Regions from separate parts of the Muntiacus reevesi genome. Here region 1 is linked to region 2. Evidence: chromatin contacts called from public Hi-C data. All regions are on one chromosome and are shown on one strand. The core of a region is the stretch at or near the end of the contact, and the rest is flanking DNA. Distances in the headings are between cores, read along the strand shown.

Region 1 (5,882 bases), core at 398-2,897, 290 kb after region 2:
CTTTAAAAAAAGAAAACTCTAAAAAAAAAGAGGACTAAAGGTCCTTTGCCAGGAATCAGCTCTCCAAAAAATGTCAACAAAGGGTTTCACAGTATGGCACTTATCTGAAAGCAGAGAATGGTCTATGTAGTATCTCAAGTTCTTTTCTGACAGCAGTAAGAAAACCAGGAAAAAGAAAAAAGAGCAGCATAGTGCCCCCCCCTCATTTAAACACTGAAGCAAGTATTAGAATTTTGCTACAAGTCCACCTGCTATAAACATCTGCTTTATTAGAGCTGAAAGTTTTCAGCAGCTGAAAGGAATAAAGGAGGTGCGCGTGGCATATGTTTATAACCATTTTAATCAGTATTTTCCTCTGGGGAGGAGGACACTAGAGACCACCTGCTCCAACTCCTATCTGTATACCAGTTGCCTAATAAAGGGCCTAGTTCTTGAGATTACAGATGGATACACGAATAAACAACTCCTCCGAATACACCTACCTCTAGTGATCCCTCAGAGACAAGTACCACTTTCTGCCTATACTGAAAACACTATTTAAAAAATTCATCATCATATGTTATTAACCTGGGTCACTGAGAACCATCGATTTCTAGCAAGAGAAACATTCTCCAGAGCTCTGAGAGCAGAGAGCTTGTGTTCAAATTCGGATTCTACCGCTTATGGGCTGGGTGACCTTGGGGCTAATCACTTTCTTTAAGCTTTGCTTTTCTCAACTGTAAAGGAGAAAAAACTTTCAACTCCTGGGCTTGTGGTGAAGATTAAGACAGACAGGAATAAAGGCTTTAGATCAGTGCTTCATCAGAGTAAGCTTTCAATAAATGCAAAATATTTGATATTCGATTACTATAGAGGTAGTAATAGAACGGGGCTTCCCAGGTGGCTGTGATCTCTGGGTTGGTTAGATCCTCTGGAGAAGGAAATGGCAACTGACTCCAGCATTCTCGCCTGGGAAATCCCAGGGACAGAGAAGCCTGGCGGGCTACAGTCCATGGGGTTGCAAAAGAGTTAGACGCGGCTTAGCGTCTAAACAATAAGGATGTTTTACATTGCAAATTATTTCACTTGCAATCCCTCTCTGATGTTTTACGAGTCTGTGGGATTGGTGCTCACCATAACTAACGTCCATCCTCACAGATTTTTAAAAACCAGATTCAGAAGTAATGCAGGAGTTGGCGGCAGGCTGGAGATGGAGAGGTACCGAGGGGAGGTCGGAGTGGGATGGGGACAGGATGAGGACCGGGGGCGATACAGTGAGCACGGAAAGACTGAGGAGGCGGCGGGGGTGGGGAGTGGGCGAGGCTTAAATTCCCTTTTTTTCACACTCCAAATGCCCAGTCTCTCTCACAGCGCACCGCTCAATCAGCCCGCCAACCGGAACTCCCCTCCTCACTCCTTGGCACCGCCGGGATCCCATGATTCCTGCTTCCGAACCACCCTTTCCGGACCCCGAGCACAGACATAGGCCCAAGCCTACTGATCTTTCTACCTTACTCCCCGACCGCGCCATGCTGCTGCCCCACAAGCGCCTCGGCCGCCTCTTCCGAGCGGGAACCTCCGGCGTGGAAATTCAGTTCCGCCGGACTCGGAGCTGGAGTGGCTGGAGTGTTGCAGGAAAAGCCGCTTCCCGCGGAGGCCGAAGGGGGCGGGGAAATCGTGCGCCGACACTCTGGGCATGCGCGGATTCACTGCGCTTGTCCCCTGGTTAAGTGACCACGCACGGAGGAGCGTGGTAGGCTATACAGTCCGTGGGGTCGCAAAGAGCCGGACACGACTTCACTTTCACTTTCACTTTAAGGGACTTAAGGAAATCAGTCGTGAGTATTCATTGAAAGGACTGATGCTGAAGCTGAAACTCCAATACCTCGGCCACCTGATGCGAAGAACTGACTCATTTGAAAAGACCCTGATGCTCGGAAAGATTGAAGAAGGGAGGAGAAGGGTTGCAGAGGATGAGATTACACCGACTCAATGGACATGAGTTTGAGTAAACTCCGGGAGTTGGTGATGGACAGGAAGGCCTGGTGTGCTGCAGTCCATGGGATTGCAAAGAGTCGGACACGACTGAGCGACTGAACTGAACTGAAGGGATTTTGGTCTTCGAACTTCCCAAATTTCTAGAATCAGGTAAATAGGAATCTCTACTTTGAAAGAGTCACTCTCCTTTTCTCACATTGAAAATAACACAGCGTCTAGTGTCAGAGATCTGGACTTAGATCTCCTTGTATATGAACATGAATCCAGAAAGTCGGTTGACTTCCCTAAAATTCTGTTTCTTCTTACAAGAAGGATAAGGAAAGACAGCAGATGCGATGACCTTAGAACCAATTCTTGAAAGAAAAGTAGTTTTTCAGGTAATCAAAAGTGGAAACAGCATCTTTTCTTGAAGAGGAGGTGGGATGTATATAGGCCTGGAGGCATGAACAGCGTCTGCTAAGGATCTCCCCATACTTCAGAGTATCGCTGTGCTTCACAGGTGGCGCTAGTGGTAGAGAACCTGTCTGCCAGTGCAGGAGATATAAGAGTGGCAGGTTCAGTCCCTGAGTGGGGAAGATCCCCTGGAGGAGGGCATTGCAACCCACTTCAGTATTCTTGCTTGGAGAATCCCATGGACAGAGGAGCCTGATGGGCTTAGCCCATATGGTTGCAAAAACTAGACAGGACTGAAGTGACTTAGCACATACCTAGTTTGGAAAAGGGGGAGTGAGGTTTAGTTCAATAAGAACCTAGGGAGATGTTCTAGAAGTGGCAGCTGTCAATTATGGTGCCTGACGATCTCCCCACCCGCTTTCAAGGGAAACTGTCCAGGCTGCAGCCCCTTTGAGGGAGGCAGGCCCAAGTTGAACCTTGCACAGAAAAGGCTATTTTCTGTACCAAATGGCCCACAGGCTGACGGCTGCTTGGACAAAGGATCTGGCAACTTGCAAGTGTCTGCCAACCTAGAACATTAAGTCCAATCTTCTTGAAAATCAGACCTAAGAAAAGCAGATGTGAAGCTGGAAAGATGTGGGGAGGCCATGAGGAGGGAGGGATCTTGAGGGAACCCAAATAACAAACACACCGAAGCCAAGAGAGTCAGATACTTTCAGATTGTGCTTTTAGAGTCCAGGAAGTTCACCTAGATGTTGATTCAAGGAGTTCTTTTAAGGCTGAAATATTATTCTTGAAGTATTTTTTTGTATGACAGTTAAATAATTACTGGTGACTCACCATGGTGAAGGAAATCTCCATGCTGTATGTCCATGATTTTATCTTGTGTGTAGCCTCTATTTCCCTCTTTCTTTTTTCTCATTCGTATTATAGAGATATGGACCACTCATATCCATCAAGCTCCACCCAAATTGCGAATTAGAGCAAATAAATCAAATGATTATTATTTTAATCCAGTTAAATTTTACCTGTTACACAGCAAGAGATAACTGAAACAATAGGGATATTTTAAACACTTGCTGTATTGTAGACTAAGCTTCCCTTTGGAGTAAACAAAGGCAAGTAAAAAATTTTTAATTTGAAATTACAATTTAAGTTGCTGAAATGTATTCGAGTTTGATATTGTTCTGATATGATAAGTGATGAACTACATAAGTGATGAATTTATGAACACTATACAAAATTGAAATGTGCAGGTTTTGTGTTCTGACAGGTGTAATGATGTTTATATGGGCAATTGGAAAAATATGTTGAAAATCTTAACAAAGTACAGATATGAAATAAGTTTATATCCCAGAAAGATGTGAGCAGTGATGTACCATGTCGATGTGATTTTTAAATGCCATTAAAAAGACATAAAATGCTTGTTAAAAATGATTAAAGAAGACAATGTCAGTGATAGATTTTTTTTAACACTTTTTGAAACAGATTCAAAGAACCACAAAATAGGACAAAGGCAGGAAGCTTCTATGGGATAGATATCTATGGATAGATAATAACCAACAAGGAAGAGAAAAGTAGAAAATATCTAATTAGCTGTTGGCCACATAATGAGCATTGTTTGGAATGAGAAGGAACAAGGAAATAAGTATAGAGCTCAGAGTTGGCTTGCTGTCTGGGAGTTGGCTGATTTTTACACACACAGTTGGCCCACCACATCCATAGGTTGGGCAATCACAGGTTCAACCAACTGCAGATCAAGTTCAACCCCTGGTTCGTTGAATCAATGCAGAATCCAGATGTAAAGAACCAACTCTACTACCAATTTTATAAGGGACTTGAGCATCCATGGAATTTGGTCTCCCCAGAGGTCCTAGATCCAATCCCCCACTGATGCTAGGGACAGTTGTACTGCGTTTCTGGTCAAGCAGAGCATTTAAAGGGACACAAAAGTGATCTAAATATTGGTTTGCTGATGTGGCACCTAGGCAGGAGTGGCTCCATCTTGGGCCTAGAAAGTATTTCAACAAGCTTATGTTAGTAATTAAAGAGGAGGAAATTTCTGATTTTGGCCACTAATCTTTTACAACACTGTAAACCTTAACCCCTTGATGGCCCTCAATGATGCAATGAATCGTCATCTAAAATTAGTTCTTTTAAAGATTTAGAACCTTGTTTCATTGGAAACCATGGATACTCATAATCCAAGGAGATTTTGTTCCCCCTGGACTTGAAGTGAAGTGAAGGATGGCAACTTCATGTCGATGGACTAGATGGCTTGGGGGACTTCTGATGATCCAGTGATTAAAACTCCGCAATTCCACAACCTAGATGTCCATCAGCAGACGAATGGATAAGAAAGCTGTGGTACATATATACAATGGTATATTATTGAGCCATTAAAAAAATAATGCACTTGAATCAGTTCTAATGAGGTGGATGAAACTGGAGCCTGTTATAGAGTGAAGTAAGCCAGAAAGAAAAACACCAATACAGTATATTAACACATATATATGGAATTTAGAAAGATGATAACAATGACCCTATATGCAAGACAGCAAAAGAGACACATGTAAAGAACAGACTTTTGAACTCTGTGGCGAGGGTGGGATGATTTGAGAGAATAGCATTGAAACATGTATAATATCATATGTGAAATAGATCGCCAGTCCAAGTTTGATGCGTGAGACAGGGTGCTCAGGGCTAGTGCACTGGGATGACCCTGAGGGATGGGATGGGGAGGGAGGTGGGAGGTGGGTTCAGGATGGGGAACACATGTACACCCATGGCTGATTCATGTGGCAAAAAAACGCCACAATATTGTAATTAGCTTCCAATTAAAATAAATAAATTAAAAACAAAACAAAAGAAACTCCGTGCTTCCATTGCAGGGGGCACAGTTCGATTCCTGGTCAGGGAACTAAAATCCCACATGCTGCGTGGCCCCCCTCACTCCCCAAAAGACTTGGCAACATTGGTATTACTATACTGGATCAAATATGGTTTACCCAGCTCAGCATATTATGGCCGCAAAGCAACTGGAAAGCATAGTTCTCCTTCCTGATACTTACCAAAAAGATTATGTAACTGAGCTAACAGAATGTTCAAATAGGCATTTAACTCTCTAGTTTCTCCTCTAAAATTCTCTAGGCATTTGCTGACAGCTGAGATGAGATTGCTTTGGGTCTGTTTGGTGAAGTTTTCCTTCCTCTAGTTTAGACTTCTCCATATCTCTCAGAACACTTTAGAAATGATTTTATGAACCTATGGGGTCCACCAGCTGGCGCGCGCAACTAAAGTGCACTCAACTACATCTACTTCATCTAGGTATCCCTTGTTCCTTACCCTAACCCCACTCTCCTCCATCCCACAGGGGCATCTTACCTTTGTCCTAATCGTGATTGCTCTGGGCCTTGTTCACTGGTTTCCTTAACCTCTGAAAAAAATGTGACAAATAAAGCTGCAACTTTCTAATGTAGGCTTAGGTAAATCTGTGATCTGTGGGAAGAGTC
Region 2 (5,842 bases), core at 2,854-5,353:
GAGAAGAGAGGAACATTGGGATGGCACTCCGAAAGCCATGTGAACCACCAGCTAGACTACCTCTGCTACTTCAGAGGAACTCCTCAATAGCAGCATCTCCCTGCATGAGGGGGCACTGCACACCTACTTACTTAGGGGGCCATAGTCGGTCATGCTGAAGTTCCACGTCTTGGTAGCAGGATCTGAAATGAAACAGAAGTACCCAGTTTGCCCACAATAAGGCCAAAGACTTGGCAGGAGTTGTACTTGGACATTCAATAAAGGTTTGTTGAACGAGTGAATGAACAAATGCACGCATGCATGCTAAGTTCAGGACAGTTAACTGAAAAGCCCCTGCTGAGGTACAAAATCCCCAGAGAGGACAGACAGCAAACATACCTGAGGATAACCACTTTGGTTCTGCCCTTCCGGATGAACCAACCTGAGCATGCCACTTCACCTAGCTGAGTCAGTTCTATCGCCTTTAAAATGGAAATAATATCTGCTTATCACACACAAAAAAAATGCTGTTTTGCTTAAGTGCTACAATGCACGCAAAGCGCCTGGCAGCAGGGGAATGGGCCTGTGAATAACTATGCATCCATTCTCCACATGGCTACGAGGCAGCCCCCAAGGGCAGCAGCTATTGGAAGGGATGCCTATTACAAAAGGAAACATGAACTAAAATAGAAATTTTCTAACAACTGGATGGACAGAATGTGCCAATGCATCTTCTTCATATTTATGAGAAACTGTTAGAGACTCTAGAAGTAGGGGGGAAAAAAACATCTGAAAGAACCAGTTGGAAGACTCATTACCGTAACTTCTGCTGGGCAGACTCTTAAACACTGCGATGAGCGCCTCGTTGTACCCAGTCTTCACCTGGAATCGCTCTCCGTTCCGGATGCACCTTCCCTGCTGGGAGCCTGCCACTCTGTGCGGCGGGGTCCCTGCTTTCTGTTGCAGTCTTCCTTCTGTTCTGGGCGTCACACTCCCCGAAACGTTCTGCCCAGAGGTGGAGGGTCTCGCCATCCTGGTCTCTAATTCAGTATCCCTAGGGGGCTGTCCAGAGGAAGAGGCTGCTGTCTCCTGGAAATTCTTTGCTTTGGCCAAAGGCTTGTGAGTTGTGTTAGTAAAGGGTGTTGATTGGGTCTTGTGTGAAGCCTGAGGATGACCTTGACCTAACTCACAACTCCAGAGCTGTTGGCTGGGGACCCCTGGAGGACTGTTTGCCAGGGGTGGGGAGATCCCAGCGACAGTCACTTGATTTGGTGGGTGGTGGCTTGGGCAGGCTGTGGGCATCTCTTCTGGCCTCTGCCACATCCCCTTCGCCTGCTCAGAGGTATTCGGTGGAAAACTGTGGGGATTTTGAGGTCTCTCGTCACCATGAAATGAACTGCTGGGATTTTGTTGTTTGAAAAAGATGCCATGGCTCCCTGACTTAGACGGATCTCGGGGGAGGTTTTGGGATGGGCCCTGCTTGGACTGGGCAGGTTTCTGATGCTGTTCTGCTAACAGTTTCTCAGCTCTTCGGGCCAGAGCCTTCTGCCGATTTGCTTCAATTTTTTCCCTCTGCTCCTCTGTAAGAGGCAAGGACATTTTAATAGGGAGATGCTCATGTAGGAATGTCAGTCTGTAATCGGAAACTTGGCAAAAGCTGAGAAAGGAAAAACAACATGGAAATAAACATTAATTTAAAAAATTTTTTTTGCTTACCTTGATTTCAACAAGCTTTTGTCCCAGGAAATGCACAAGGAGTATAAACAAAGGATATATTAAAATTTCTTTTTATAATTAAACATACACACACACATATGACAAAAACCATGACCCTGACAAAAGAAGCATATAGCAAGGTCAATTAAATCCAAAGTTGAAAAGGTATTTCAACTGCAATATTTTTCTCCCTCTCATCCACCAACCAACATGAGTTAGTTTTCAGATTCCAAGCAAGTTATGCAGTGCAATCTAAATCCATCAGATAAAGAGAAGGGAGCATTTCAAACTAGAAAGGATAAGGGATTAGACTGACATAGACCAAAACAACCACATACCATGACGTGACATTTATAAAATAGCCTCTTTCCAACCTGTAAGAAGGAAAAAAACATTAACATCACATAGACTGCACTCTAAATTCACCCCTCAAACTGAATCCTTTTATCATTCCTAGCAAGGCAATCTGCAGGTGGTAAACCCACGACCAAGGAGCAACAAGTGACTCTTGGAAAAGTAAGGTGAAAACAGTAATACATGCTCATTTTTCAAATCCAGATGCTACATATAGATGTAAAAAAAAGAGTAAAATTAATCTGTAATCTCATCATCCATCAATAACCACTGTTCATTGGTGGTGGTTTAGTCGTTAAATTGTGTCCAACTCCTGTGACCCCATGGATGGCAGCCCGCCAGGCTCCTCTGTCCATGGGATTTCCCAGTCAAGAATACTGGAGTGGGTTGCCATTTCCTTCTCCAGGGGATCTTCCCCACCCAGGGATCAAACCTGTGTCTCTTGCATCGCCTGCATTGGCAGGCAACATTATTTACCACCAAGCCACCAGGAAAGCCAGCTACTGTTCATAGAGTACAGTATAATTCTTTTTTTCTATCCATATCCTTAGATACAGGTCCTGTACTTTGGAAATAGACAAATTTACTACAAATTATATGGGCTTCCCAGGTGGCGCTAGTGGTAAAGAAAAGTGAAAGTCGCTTAGTCTTGTCCGACTCTTTGCAACCCCATGGACTATATAGTCCCTGGAATTCTCCAGGCCAGAATACTGGAGTGGGTAGCTGTTCCATTCTCCAGGGGATCTTCCCAACCCAGGGACTGAACCCAGGAATTGAACCCAGGTCTCCCACATTGCAGGAGGATTCATCAGCTGAGCCACCAGGGAGACTCCAGTTCTATTCCTGGGCTGGGAAGATCCCTGGGAGAAGGGATAGATAACCCACTCCAGTATCCTGGGCTTCCCTGGTGGCTCATATGGTAAAGAATCCACCTGCAATGTGGGAGACCTGGGTTGGGAAGAGCCCCTGGAAGGGTGGTAAAGAACCCACCTGCCAAAGAAGAGCCCTAAGAGACGCAGGTATTTTCGCCTGGAGAATCCCACGGACAGAGGAGCCTGATGGTCTACAGCCCTTGGGTTCACAAAGAGTGGGACACAACGGAAGCACAGCACAGCAGGATCTTTTACAAACTATCCTGTATCCCAAGCCTGATTTTTTCCCCCGATTAATTTACTTAGGTCCTTTTTCCAAGGGCTGAGCCACTTTTACAATATTCTAAGCCCAGGCGCTTGACACCAACTTCTCTGGCTTGATTCAGAATAGAGTCGACTCTCAATGGGCCACGTAATGTTTACAGTGATGACAAGGGGGTACGGGTGGGGTACTCTGAGAAGGGCCTAGGGTTAAAAAGGTTTCCTTCTTCCTGCCACTGTCTTTGACCAGAACCCCCAAACATCTGTCCCCAGGGGCCTCCCACTTCCCCCAACTGCCAACAGTTAGGAAGGGGTTAGAGAAAGGCTTTGTTCCCGGGGCACCGCTCAAGTTCTCAGGTTCCCTGAGCATAACACTCCTGCCTAAACTTGCCATCCAGGGCTTTGCCGCGGCCCCAAATCCTCCAGGGCCAAGGCCTGGCGCGCTGCCTCCACTAGCCAGGGGAGACGAGGCCGGGGGATGAGGTCCCATTGATCAGCCCCAAACCATAAAGCCGTCCCACTACACGGAGGCCCCTCTTCTTTTCGCTAGGACCTGGGTTCCACCCCATTTTGGGGGCGCGCATCTCCCCCCAGACTTGGAAGGACGGAGGCGCCATTCCCACCCCTATCATCTCCACTTGGATTCACCCTTTCCGTTGGCCACTCCCTGCTCCATGCTGGTCTGTGGTCGCGTCCTTCTCCGCCGCCTTCCTCCCGGTTTACCTTCCCGCCGGCTGAGACCTAGACTGCGAGCTTCATTCGCGCCAGACCCCGAACCCAGGCGCGTCTGCAAGGCCCTCCCGAGCCAGGTTGCTCTTCCGGTGACCGATTAGGCGCAGGTACTCGGGTGCTTGCCAGTTCGCTCGCCTTGTTTCAGTTCCCTGGCCTGAGAGGTAGTGTTAGTGGCAGGGTCGCTCACCGAGGAACTACATTTCCCAGTGGGCAAGGCGGCCCGAATTGCGCTTTTGAAAAAGTGAAGAGTTCAGGAGGCGGGAGGCCGAAGCGGTACTGCAGGGCCTTCTGGGATTTGTAGTTTGAACTAGGAGCCTGGTGTGAATTCGGAGAGACGCAACGTCATGGGCGGGGTGGAAACGGTCCACCCTGGGAATTGTAGTCCTGGTGTCCCTGATGCTGAAGCTGAAGCGCCAATACTTTGGCCACCTGATGGGAAGAGCAGACTCATTAGGAAAGGCCCTGATGCTGGGAAATATTGAAGGCAGGAGGAGAAGGAGACGACAGAGGACGAGATGGTTAGATGGCATCACAGACTGGATGGACATGAGTTTGAGCAAGCTCTGGGAGACGGTGAAGGACAGGGAAGCCTGGCATGCTGCAGTTCGTGGGGTCCCAGAGAGTCAGACACGACTGAGCAATTGCAAAACAACAGTTCCCTGAAAGGTTTCACCAAACTCTGGATCATTAAACCTGAGTTGTTGAGGTTTCCAAAACTGAAGTCTTACTGTGAAGAACTATCAGAGTTGTGGGTTGTTTTTTTTTTCCATGTTCTTCCTTATTTTTAGTAGCACCCAGGAAGGAAGCAGTATGAGCTGTGCAAAATGTACAACATCATATTAACACAAGAATTTCATTTGACAAGTCAAAGATACTGCATCTGTGGTTAATCTCATAGTAACATGGAGAGACGGACAGTCGGATTTGGTAACCCTGGAGGGCCCGTTCCTGATATTGATAACTTTGCAATTTAAGCATCACCTGCTGTTCCAACGCTGACCTGACCTTCTTGAACCCAAAGAGAATTAACATTGTCATCACTGTCATTGTCATAATCATCCTTTTCATCTTCATCTTCAGTCGTTCTGCTGAGCATTTAATCTGAATTATCTCATTTAATCCTCACTCCAATTTTAAGGAACACACAGTATTTGTATCCCGCTTTTACAGAACAGCTACTGGATAACTTTTTCAAAGCCTTATTAGCCTATTTGTGGTTCTGACTCTGGAGCCCACACTTTTGAGAGAAAATTAGTAACCTGACACTATCAGAGTCAGTTTACCCCATTTCTGAGCACCAGTGTGAGCCCCATTTTCATTCCATAATCAACTCCACTATTGAATATTGTTGGTAAATACAATATTCCCCTATCATCACTGTACACATAAATATTGCTATTCTGTTTTCAAACACGGCACATTTAAAAACAAACAGGTAGATCTTTACTTAAGGATCTGGAAAAACGACTAAGAAGTATTGTTAAGGAAAGCAAAGCACATCAATGCGTATAGTTTGATCCATTAAAAAAAAAATCCTTACCTGTCAGTGTGCGTAAACTCAGTTCACAACCAAGGGAGGATGGGGTACACTAGTCTACTTTTTAATCTAGAATTTCCTGAATTACTTGAATTTTCTTAAAATAATCATATAGAACTTGTGGACATTTGAAACAGTTAACCAGGTTTTTTAAATGACAAAGGCGTTGGCCTGTCTTACAGGCCTTGAGTGAAGTTCAGCGCTAGATAGTGTTCAAATCTCAGCTCCACCCCTTTCATTGGCCAAGTCAACACAGTGACCCTACCTGTATTTCCTCATCTGTAAAGTTACAGTAAGAAAACAGTTCAGTTCAGTTCAGTCACTCAGTTATGTCCAACTCTGCAACCCCATGAATCGCAGCACACCAGGCCTCCCTGTCCATCACCAACTC

What was found. Hi-C and Micro-C count contacts between places; a contact is called where the count stands out from the background.
Region 1: a contact with region 2 is called in a Hi-C map of blood, with 4 times the contacts expected there. The contact joins the promoter of XRCC5 here to the promoter of SMARCAL1 in region 2. A contact is called at or near these places in 2 of 3 Hi-C or Micro-C datasets (blood and muscle).

Annotation. Positions count from the first base shown.
Region 1 is chr3:132,352,140-132,358,021 of mMunRee1.1, forward strand. It overlaps XRCC5 (X-ray repair cross complementing 5), which reads right to left and starts at 1,648. Exons shown (of 21, transcript XM_065930620.1): 1 at 1,490-1,648. The coding sequence starts at 1,510. TMEM169 (transmembrane protein 169) reads right to left here. Exons shown (of 3, transcript XM_065930621.1): 3 at 5,839-5,882.
Region 2 is chr3:132,063,654-132,069,495 of mMunRee1.1, forward strand. It overlaps SMARCAL1 (SWI/SNF related, matrix associated, actin dependent regulator of chromatin, subfamily a like 1), which reads right to left and starts at 4,104. Exons shown (of 18, transcript XM_065930618.1): 1 at 3,906-4,104; 2 at 2,034-2,069; 3 at 798-1,559; 4 at 132-182. The coding sequence starts at 2,046.